Linked DNA regions of Zea mays: region 1 is linked to region 2. Evidence: chromatin contacts called from public Hi-C data. All regions are on one chromosome and are shown on one strand. Each heading gives the region's core, a stretch centred on a gene start, on an enhancer-like site or on the middle of the called end of the contact. The rest is flanking DNA. Distances are from core to core; before and after follow the strand shown. Region 1 holds the start of LOC100280024. Region 2 holds the start of LOC103639140 (putative phototropic-responsive NPH3 family protein).

What was found. Hi-C and Micro-C count contacts between places; a contact is called where the count stands out from the background.
Region 1: a contact with region 2 is called in a Hi-C map of ear, with 1.7 times the contacts expected there. The contact joins the promoter of LOC100280024 here to the promoter of LOC103639140 in region 2. A contact is called at or near these places in 2 of 25 Hi-C or Micro-C datasets (ear and tassel).

What each region holds. Positions count from the first base shown.
Region 1 is chr9:135,927,845-135,930,767 of Zm-B73-REFERENCE-NAM-5.0, reverse strand. LOC100280024 reads right to left here and starts at 1,334. Exons shown (of 3, transcript NM_001152969.1): 1 at 1,216-1,334; 2 at 1,004-1,079; 3 at 1-899. The coding sequence starts at 1,251.
Region 2 is chr9:135,318,001-135,320,928 of Zm-B73-REFERENCE-NAM-5.0, reverse strand. It overlaps LOC103639140 (putative phototropic-responsive NPH3 family protein), which reads right to left and starts at 1,535. Exons shown (of 4, transcript NM_001323421.1): 1 at 1,334-1,535; 2 at 1,192-1,258; 3 at 1-1,089. The coding sequence starts at 1,425.

The sequences.
Region 1 (2,923 bases), core at 85-2,584, 610 kb before region 2:
GTCGAAGATGCGGTACGACGAGTCGTGCATAGGCGACGCGTGCATCCCGGGCGGGCCGTAGTAGTCCTGCTGGTAGTAAGGCTCCGGCGCCGCGGCGTGCGGGTACGGCATGTACAGGTACGACGGCGACCACTGCTTCCCCGGCTGCGGCTGCGCGGAGTAGTACGCTTGATGCGGGTGCGCCTGTTGCGTGGAGTACGCCGGCTGCGCCTGCGGCGCGAAGTGCGACACGCTCGAGCTGCGCTGCGCCGCGTGGTAGCTCAGCACCGGCTGCGCGGGCGCGACGTAGTAGGGCGGCCGGTACTCATGCTCGTACGCGTGCTTTGGCGCCGGCGCCAAAGGAAGGGACCTCTCCGTCGTCACGGCGGCAGGCTCCGCCGTGCCGGCGTCCTTGGCCTTGTCGCTCTTCTTTGCCTCGTCCTCGTCATTGGCAGCGCCGGCAGCGGCAGGGGCTTCCTTTGCCGGCTCTGCTGCGCCCTTGGCCTGCTTCGTCTCAGCTCCCTCGCTGTCACCGCCGTCCGTCTTCGCCTCCACTTTCTCCACCTCCTTTGACGACTCTGCTTCGGGCTGCTTCTTCTCTGCGGCCCCGTCCTCCTGCTCCGGCTTCTTCTTCTCCTCCTCGGAGCTCTCGCCCTGCGGCTCCTTCACCGCCTCCTCCGACTTCTTGTCCGCCGCGGCCACAGCAGCAGCAGCAGCAGCATCCTTGCCGCCGTCGCCGGCAGGCTGCGGAGCCGGCGGGGCCTCCGGCGCGGGCTCGCTGTTCTTGGCGGGCGGGTGACACTGCCAGGGCACTCCCTTCTTGCCGGACTTGTACAGCCTCTTGATGAGCGTGTCGGCGTCCACGGTGCCCGTCACAGTCACCTTGTGCTGCGAGGCGTCCACCGTCACGTCCTGCACGCCTGAAAACAATCACCAGAACCACCCCGCTCGGTTCAGCCAAAAATGTATGCAGGAACCTGCTGACTCGCAAGAGGCATGTGTTTCTAGACGGCTAGGCACGCACCTTCGATGCCCCTGAGCACCTTCCGGACCTTCTTCTTGCAGCCATGGCAGTGGATGGCAACCTTCAGCACCACAGTCTGGAGATAACGGAAGAATCAAGGGGGGGTTAGCATTTACGACGACCTAGCAACCAAATTGGCAGCTCATATGATGGTATGGGATCGAAGAGCATTCGAGTACTCGGCGGCAGGTGAAAAAGCCATGGACGCTCACCTGAACGACAGGGGCCGCCGCAGCTCCTGACGCCATGGGGAGCGCTCTGGAGACTGGTCGCTCTGCCTGTTCGGCCAGACACGAGAGGAGCAGAGGAGCTCTCGGCTAACGTGGCTTTGTTATGGGAGGAAGGCGGTAACGGCAGCCGAGGTGCTCATCTTATAGCCGAATGAGGAAGGAATGGGCCAAAAGGTATACATGGGCTCTCTGACACCTGGGCCAATCGGTTCAAATTAGTTCTATTCTTTTTTTTCAAATAAAATGGGTTCAACTGCAATGCTAGCTGCTAGGAGTTTAGGACTAGCAGCTGTACAGCGGAGCTACGGTTAGCCGCCGGGCTGCCGCCCAGGTAGTCAACACTTTGGGCCTATAGTACTGTGAATGAGTTTGGTTACTCCAAATTTAAGATTGATCACCGAATAGCAACCATAGAAAGAATAGTGAAGGCCACAAATAACAATTAAGTGCTCAAATGTAAAGGGGAAGGAAAAAAAGCAAAATAAAAGGGTTTAAGGCAACGGTACAGCCATGGAATTTTGCTTTGTTGGTCAAAACACAATAGAGTGTATGATTAAATTTAGGTTAGATGAACATACTATGGAGCTTTAGGGCTTGTTTGGGATCAAAGGTAATGGAGTGGATTAAGGGGGCTAGAACCCCCTACTACTTAATTTTGAATAGTGAGGGATTATAGCCCCCTCAATCCCCTTCATTACCCTTTGTCCCAAACAAGCCCTTAGATAGCATGGTCATCTAGTGCCAATAGGTGTTAAAATTATGTGTATACATAGGAAATGAAATGATTATTAAAAATACTTTGTAAAATGTTAAATGTGCTCTATTTTTTTTTGAAAAACATTGGAGAGTTAGCATGCTTGAGGGAAAAAACAAGAAAGCGCTCTTTATGCATCTTTTATGTGTACCGGACGTATCTGGTGGTGCACCGAACATGTGCACCAAATACGAGACATGCTCACACACATGTTGCAAAGTTTTTAGCCGAGCATAGTGGAGTTTGGTATGCACCATATGTCCATGTTACCTCTTAACCTAGGATAGAGCATTAGCAACACATCTTCACTATTAATTCTACACTTGACGATAGTAATAATATTTTTGCTTTGTTGTAATAAAACTAGAATTAACAACCACTAGTACCCGTAGTCGTTTAATATTATTAATTGAGGTGAAACCCCCTTTTCATTATAGTTTTCTTCGTTGCTTCCGTATTTTACTCTTTTTATAGATTTATGCTATCGGATTTTTGTACTCTAATTTATCATGAAAGAGACTAGTGATATTCTTGGTTTGTAGTGGCCTAGGTGTTAGGCTATTTGCAGTAGATCGTGCATACGTAGAACATTAATTTTTGCCTGGTAGACTGCACTGTTTATGAAGTAAAAAATTGAAATAAGAGATATATATGATAAGAAAGAGTGCGGGAGGTAGCCTTACACCTTTTTTCCCTTTGCATCCCAATCCCAACTCTAATCCAACCCTGATCCCAACCTTAAACCGATGGAAAAAAATAACTATTTGCCACTATTTGGTGGTGGATGGCAATTTTTTTGGCATGTCAGTGATTCATGTGCCAATGACACATGATTAAGAAGATTTCGTAAGGATGACAAATAGTTAAATGCCCCCAAACCGACACTCTTATCAGCCATCACACCACACAGAATAACACAACTACCATGTGTGCATG
Region 2 (2,928 bases), core at 286-2,785:
GATGTTAGAGTCGAGCGCCACCTCCGCGAGGTAGCTGTCCAGCAGCTTGGCGGCCTTCACCAGGAGGCTCTGCTTCGGCGAGCGCGGGCTGTCGTAGTCGAACCCGTCGTCCTCCTCGTTATGGTCGTCGTCGAGGTTGAGGAACACCGAGAAGATGCGCGCCACCACGTCCGTGTCGTACAGCGCGTGCTGCTGACCGGCCGGCGCGCCCACGGCGGCGCCCGCGGCGATGAGGATGTCCTCCAGGATGGCCTGGTCCATCTGCATGCCGATCCGCTTCTCCAGGTCGGCCCTGCAGATGCTGGACGCGGACACCGCCATCGACGTCTTGAGGAGCCCCGAGAGGAAGGCCATGGGCACGGGGCTCTTCCTGGACTGCGCCGGGAGAAGGCCCACGATGGCCTCCACGACGGCGCGCTGCTTCTTGACGGCGTCGGCGTCCGCGCCGCCGCATCTGTGCACGTCCCTGGCCATGAGCCCGTGCAGCGCGTTCTGCGCGTAGTTGATGAGGATCCTGGTGACCGTCTCCTGCTTGAGCCCCTTGGCCTTGACCGCGGAGAGCAGCCGCTGGAAGAAGTCGAGGCCGAGCGCGGCCACGGACTTGCCCCACCAGTCGGCCGGCGGGTCGAGGTCGGCGAACGCCGCCGCGGGCTTGAGCTGCGCGCACTGGTCCAGCTTGGACAGCCCCGAGGTGAGCTGCTCCTTGCACACGTTGGTGGCGACGGCGGCGATGAGGCGGGGCACGAGGCCGACGTCCTCGGCGGCCGGGAGCAGCGCCTCGCAGCTGCGGAGCACGGCGACGGAGCTGGCGATGCTGGGGAGCACCGCGTCGCGGAGGAAGGCCTCGGCGCGGAGCTCCAGGCTCTTGTCGGAGAAGTCGTCGGTGATCTGCAGGTAGTGCGCGGCGCAGCGCAGCATGGCGACGTTGGCGACCGTGACGTCCACGTGGACGCCGTAGCAGAACTTGGCGGCGAGCTCGAACGCCGGCGCGCCCCCCGGGGTGCCGTGCAGGCTGAGCCGCGCCAGCTTGGCGTCCTTGGCCTCCGCGACGAGGCGCCGGATCTTGCCGCTCCGGGAGACCAGCGGGAACTGCGCGAACAGCTATGCCGCCGGCGTTAGCACATCGTTTTAATCTTCTTTCTTTTTTTTTTTCGTTTTCTTGTGGAAGGGCAAGGAGCTCTCAGCTCTCACCTTGTGGAGTGCGAAGCTGGAGGTGCCGACCTCGACGGTGAGGTCGCTGGAGACGTCGGTCGGAGGCCTGGCAGAACGCAGAGTCGAGTTCAGGAGAGGAGCACAGGATCCGAGGAACGAAGCAGGAACGCGAGTGAGTTACCACTCATTGGCGTGGCGGCTGATGAGGCTCGGCCGGAATGTCCTCTTCCCGGAGATGCTCTGCTTCAGCTCTGTCACCGTCGCCACGCCCATTTTCTCTCTCTCTCTCTCTCTCTCTCTCTCTCTCTCTCTCTCTCTCTCTCTCTCTCTCTCTCCTCTACTCTTCACTGTCTCTCTCTCCAATGAAGTCAGCACAGCAAGCAAACACTGCGAAGGGATGCACGCCAAATATGTTTACGTGGGCGTCAGGGCAGAGGACAGTGCAGCTTATTTGTAGCACTAGTGCCTTTTAGACAGTGGCCGGTGTGTGTGTGGTGTGGGAGTGCGTGCAGAAAGCCAGTCCCAAATCTGATGCCCACGCCCATGGGCCGCAGCTATAGCTCAATTCAAAAGGCTCTCGCTGGCAAAAATGCTACGGCTAGCCTAGCCACGGCCATGGATCACAGTCACAGATGGAACGGAGGTCTGATGATGGCGGCGCGGACTGCAAAGCCATGAGCTATAAGGAAATGTATAGAAAAGGGGGACAGGGAGCATCATGCTCATATAGGCCTTTTGCCCTTGAGAAGTTAAGGTGTGATCATGTGAATCATGCTCGTCGTAGCGTAGGCGTCTGCGTTTCTCCTAACGGCCGCTTTCCTGATGATGCTGCGGCGAGCTGCCGGGAGAGCTGCAATCATGCGGTTCATTCAGGATTCAACCCAATGTGTTTGGGATGAGACAGGAAACATGCATACCTCTCATCTTGTTCGGTTGCATCTAGATTAAAGGGATTAAAGAGGATAATTCTTTGATCTACACGCAACCGAACAAGTTCTAAATATGCATGAGTCATCTCACTTTATACTAGCTCGGTTCCTTTTATAGTAGAACTATTCTGGCACCGTCCTTAGTTCAGTAAACATGGGTTTGAGGCCTCACAACTCAAGATCCTCTATGAGCTCAGCATCACACCCCCACCCGTTCGGTTTCAACTTTATCACAACACATCCTAACACGGTTATAGATGTACAGAAAGCACGTAGCACGAAAGCCTCTAGCCCGAAGCACTTTTTTTGGCCCGGTCTGACCCGCTTTTATACGGGTCCGGGCCGGCACGAATAAGCGGGCCGGGCCTGGACAAGAAATTATGCACGGTGGGCTAGCCCGGCACGACCCGTTTACCTCTAAACCCGTCAAACCCGTTTTTTGCACTAAACCGTGCTTACCGGTCCGTTTAGCCCACTTTTTTGGTCCGCTTTTTCCGTGCTTACCGGGTCGTTTAGGCCCGCTGTGAGCGGGCTCGGACAGGGAAACAAGCCCGCAGGCTTAGATGGCCCGGTCCGGTTTTCTAACGTGTTTGACGGGTCAGACCCAACCCAAAACGGACCGGGCTTCACCGGACCCGTGCCGAGCCAGGTGGCCCGTTTGGCCATCTCTAAACACGGTCGATCCCATTGTAACATTTGCAGGGGACCAGCATGACACTGCAGGGCTGGTTTCAGTCGTTGGCAAGATAATTGAAAGGTTATTAATTAAGTAGCCTACAAGTACGTATTTGGCTACAGTCACTAATGTAGAATTGAAGTGACTAACCCATATCAGTCGTTGGCAAGA